2 separate regions of the Hordeum vulgare genome follow, and region 2 is linked to region 1. Evidence: chromatin contacts called from public Hi-C data. All regions are on one chromosome and are shown on one strand. The core of a region is the stretch at or near the end of the contact, and the rest is flanking DNA. Distances in the headings are between cores, read along the strand shown. Region 1 overlaps LOC123443678 (ell-associated factor Eaf-like). Region 2 holds the start of LOC123443681 (CBL-interacting protein kinase 8).

Region 1 (2,583 bases), core at 32-2,531:
CTATTTGAACCCCAACTAGCTTAAACTATCTCTAACCCATGGATCCAAACAGAGCCTTTGTTTCATAGCGGGGTGCGCGGATGGGTGTAGCGGGGCTCCCCTAGCTCCGACGACGGCTCACAACTAGCACAGGCAGCGACACGTCAGCGATCACACCGTCTGACGCCATTATGGCAGCCGGAGCTCCAACAAACCCTGAATAGGCCGCATGGTAAGAGGCGAGCGAAATCAAATTGGCAGTGTTGTCGATGGCTTCGGTAGCAAGGCAAGTGACAGCGATAGGCAGCAAGGTCGCGACGGGTTCGAAGATGGATTGGCGGACGACGACTCACTAACGACAAAGGCATGGGCCAATGATTAGACAATTGTATGACTGCCAAGCGACCAGCCATTTTACAAAACTTGTGGAGATGCAAATTTACATCTCCAAGTGTTGTATTTTACTCCCTCCGTTCGTAAATCTAAGTCTTTTTAGAGTTTTTATTAAAAAACTACATATGAATGTATATAAACATATATTAGAGCGTAGATTCATTCATTTTATTTTGTATGTAATCTCCTAAAAAAATGTCTAAAAAGACTTATATTAGGAACGGAGAGAGTACATCATTTGGAGGTAATTAAAAAAATTGCATCTACATCATCTCTTGAAGGTAGATTTTTAGGTTGGTTACTTTTAGATCTAGATCATCTATTGAAGATGCTCTAAGGACTCTCAGATCTGTGTGCTAATTTTATGCTTGGAGGTAACCAAGCAGGTCAAGGGCATCTAATACATAATGAAGACCTACATTCCATGAGGTTACAAATACTCCCTCCGTTCCTAAATATAAAACATTTTAGAGATTACACTATGAACTATATACGGATGTATATAGTCATATTTTAGAATATAGATTCACTCATTTTGCTCCGTATGTAGTCTATAGTGTAATCTCTAGAAGGTCTTATATTTAGAAACGGAGGGAGTAAATGATAGCATAGCTGTCTAGCCCAGCGATAATGCAACTTGGATATAGTTACAGTATAAGCAGGTATGATATAAGTGAAGCATCGCTCGCACCATAGAACTTTGTACTAAACCAGAGTCAATTAATATGGGTCAGAGGAAACTGATTGTGATTCATAGACAACAAGTAGGTCAGCAGCCTGAAAGCGAACTCATATATCAACATCCCCTCCGGAGCTGGGTGAATCGCCATCACTGTCGTCACTACCACTAGTGCTGCTCCCGCTTCCGCTCCCGCTCCCGCTGCTGCTTCCACTTGAACTAGAGGTGGCCTGCTCCGCCTGTTGTCCTTCTGCATTGACTTGAGCTCGCAGCGCCTCAGCTGCATTAAGTCCCTCCACAGCTTCGTCATTTACATCAACATCAGCAACCTCATCATCCATGTCGAGCTGATTTGGCAAGTTGATGTCAAAACCGCGATATGTCCCTTGTGCTGAGGCCATATTATTGGGTGAACCATTGTCATCATCACCGAGTATGTCTAGGTTTTCATCTTGGTCATTGGGATCAGGCGAAGAGGAAAATGGGTCTGCGGTGACTGGTTGATATGTAGAGCTCCTGTTGCTGTTTCTTGGTCCTGTCATTAGCAAGGGGCAAATGAGAGCATTTCTTACAATCTTGCCCGACAAATCAAGAAATTTAGCATATCATAAATAACACAATCTTTGGCAACGCTTCAGAGTATAAATTTGAATCGAACAGCGATTGTAGCATGGATGCATGGTGAAGAATCACCATGATCTGTTGGCAACAGAACCGCGGACTGCCGGCGATCACCGGAGACAAGACCGGAGGGGAGGACGATGAATACAGACGATTTTCAGGCGAGCACCTCGCCACACGAACGGCGCTTGCTGTATTTTTTTCTGAGCACGAACTCAATTCCTCAGCGATTACACAGGGCGGGAGGGGAGGGGGGGAGGCTTTATACGCACGCGCCTCACCTCGCCCATGCCCCCATTCGCCACGCCCCGCACCTCCCAGGCTCACGCTCCCGCCGTGCTTGGACGCGGACAACGCGGCCACTACCGGTATACGCGACTCGTTCCTCCTGCGATCTCGCAGGCTACTCAACGCACACACGCACGCATACCCTCGGGCACACACGCACGCACCCGAGTCCCGTCACGGCCCGGACCCGACGCGCCCAGCGCACGAGACCGAGCCCACGGCGGCTTATTGCCCAACACTCACCCCTAAGCCGCACTCAGAGGAGTGTCGGCCCGAGGTTGTCGCCGATGTCCGCCAGGAGCACATATTCCGCCGCCGGCGCCTTCCGCGGCTTGGTGCAGCCCCACTTGAATTGGCCATGCTGCCCGCAATTGTAGCAGCGCCCGCGCCTCTTCTTCCAGTTGCCCGAAGCCGTGCTTGACGTCCCGTCGTCGTCGGAGCCGCCATCCCTCTGTCGCCGCCGTGCAGCCCACTGGGCCTCCATGAGCATCAGCTGTCCATCCACCCGCTCGTCGTCGCCCTGCGTGCGCCGCCGTGTGCGCTCCTCGAACGCCTTCAGGCACTCGAGAGCCTCATCGAAGGCCATCCCCTCGATGTCACAGAACTGCTCGATGCCGGCCACC
Region 2 (2,583 bases), core at 35-2,534, 650 kb after region 1:
TCGGGCCGCATGTCCTAAGGGGCTGCTACTCTGGCGATTTTTTCGAAGGCCTGTGGTTGATTGGGCTTTGGATGGGCTGGTATGATAGCCCATCTGTGTACGCGTTGTAGGGCTCGATTGATCCACACGAGGCAACAACGCGGACGGTGTATTCCAGACGAGGCAACGACGCGGGTGGTGTGATCCAGACGTCAAATTTTCCAAAAAATAAAACAAAAAAATTGCATCAAAATAAAGATCGCAAACCACGAGAAAATAATTAATGTAATACAAATATACCTTAAGCGATTACGATCCTACATAAATATACAGAATTAAACCCTCATTAAAAACGTTCAACATACACATCAATACACAAAAACTGCTGTTGCAAAAGTATTAATACCTATACAGGCCCCTATCAGCCTAATTTAAATATTACACACAAATAAGAAAATTACTATTATGTGGCCCATAACACCACAAATTTTTCAAAAAAATAAAGCAAATAAAATGCAACAAAATAAACATCGCAAACCACAAGAAAATAATTACTGTTATACAAATATATCAATAATAATTTGATCCTAAATTTATAATAGACGGGCGCAACAACGCGCGCCTTTCATGATCTAGTTATTTAATACATGACGGGAGCAAAGTCCGACGGCTGAGAGGGACTCGCCGACGAGGTGGGTTCGTCAACGGCGCGACAACCCTAGCCGATGTGCGAGTTGCTCTTTTCCTTGGTGCGGGAACAGGGAACACGAGCATAGAGCGAGTGCCCGGTTGTTTTTTGGGTCGAGCTCATGGAGCGTTCGGTGGCAATCTGAACCGAATTAGTTGATAGGATAGGGGTATACCTCTATTTCGAAACATTTTCTTTTAAGCGACTCTTCATAATTTTTAGATTAAGAAAAACAAGATTTTTTGTAGCTTTAGGATTGCACTGATTTTGAAAGACAAATCGAGTTTCTTCCGTTCAAAATTTTTAAACCAAAATTTTACAAATATGTTAAAAAGAACTGTGAGCCATATTTAAAAATGGAAGTATTAGCATGTCAACTTTTAACATAAAACCAATCATACTCCTGATCGATGGCTGCCACGGCCACGGCGGGCGACAATCATTGAACATTTGACAATAAAAGACGACAATCAGATTGGCCTCTGCACGTGTACGGGACAAATAATTTTTCCGGGGCGCGCTTAATTCAACGGCCATTAATGAAAACAAAATGTAAAAAAAAAGGCAAATTCCCCGTCCATTTAAACCGGGCGGCACACACGGTCGCTTGCTGCGGTGCCAGATCTAATTCATCAATGGCGCTGTTGAGCTGAGGCACTTGAGTCCTGAGTGCCCCCCCCCCCCCCCCCCCCCCCCGGCCCGCCCGGAGCCGCAGCACGACTCCAAAGCTGTAACTTCCTACCTTTTTGAACTCCTCGCGATGGTTGGGGGAGGAGGGGGAGGGGCGCTGCGGCGGGTGGGGAAGTACGAGGTCGGGCGGACCATCGGGGAGGGGACGTTCGCCAAGGTCAAGTTCGCGCAGAACACGGAGACAGGGGAGAGCGTCGCCATGAAGGTGCTCGATCGCTCCTCCATCCTCAAGCACAAGATGGTGGATCAGGTGAGGAGGATTTTAGTTTTCTGCTTCGGTTAGATCCATCTCTTATTAGGTTGGGAGGTAATTAGAGAGAGGAAATGGGAATTTAGGGGTTTCGAGATATATAGTCACCAGTTTGGTTGGAGGGAATGGGAATTCAGGAAGGATTGGGCGTGAGTTCCCATCATTTTATTAACAGGGGCGGGGATGGGAATTGAGAATTAATCGATCTATGTAGAACATCTCCACCCTTCATCATAACTTAACCTGTCATCTCTTGGTTCATTCCTGATGAATTCGCACTAAGCAAACAAGGAAATAAACACCCCTTTAAAATTCCCACATGTAATACTCGCCCGATACGAAGCAAGTCATTGGAAGTAAAATATTATTTCCCATCGCTAATCTCATTACTACTCCCTCGTCTAAATTCTGATTCCCCATCCCAAAAGTTACCAAACACACCCGAGTTGTTTTTGTTAAGTGTCATGCACTAGCCACTCAGTGCAACCAAAAGTCTGCTTGCAATTCACATATACACTTCAACATCCCCTCTAATGTGAGGTAGGAGACTTACAGGTATAACTCAAGAGGCCTATGCATGGACACAAAGAGGTGCAGTAACAATTTTTAGATAAACTACAAAAGCCAGGACTTGAACTCAAGACCTTAGCTCTGATACCATGGTAAGCTACATGGACTAGCCGAACTGATTGAAAGGGCTAGGCAATCCACATGTACACTTCAACAATTTTGTCTGGATTGGGTTTGGTGACCGACAACTGGGTGTCTCTGCCTCTGTCGTTCCTTCCAAATGCTCTTGGAGTGTCTCGTGAGCGCATCTATTTTGATTTTTAATCCGCGATCAGCAGATACTATGATTGGTTGGTGTTTGCCTTGGTGCTAGAAAGCGGTAGACGGAGGAGATGTTCAATCTGACCATAGCTGGTCCTTATATTCTCTGGCTGAGGACTTCCTTTCTTATTTGCCGAGGATTTGA

The links. Hi-C and Micro-C count contacts between places; a contact is called where the count stands out from the background.
Region 2: a contact with region 1 is called in a Hi-C map of leaf, with 3 times the contacts expected there. The contact joins the promoter of LOC123443681 here to the enhancer-like site in region 1. A contact is called at or near these places in 3 of 6 Hi-C or Micro-C datasets (leaf and seedling).

What each region holds. Positions count from the first base shown.
Region 1 is chr3H:293,415,485-293,418,067 of MorexV3_pseudomolecules_assembly, forward strand. LOC123443678 (ell-associated factor Eaf-like) reads right to left here. Exons shown (of 4, transcript XM_045120172.1): 4 at 1,017-1,586. The coding sequence ends at 1,162. Among protein-coding and RNA genes, the nearest start is that of LOC123443678, 24 kb to the right of the region's middle. Within about 2 kb of position 1,282, at least 2 of the 3 cell types and tissues checked have open chromatin away from gene starts, as enhancers often do. A contact at or near this core is called in leaf, where this site is marked.
Region 2 is chr3H:294,069,399-294,071,981 of MorexV3_pseudomolecules_assembly, forward strand. It overlaps LOC123443681 (CBL-interacting protein kinase 8), which reads left to right and starts at 1,285. Exons shown (of 14, transcript XM_045120179.1): 1 at 1,285-1,607. The coding sequence starts at 1,428.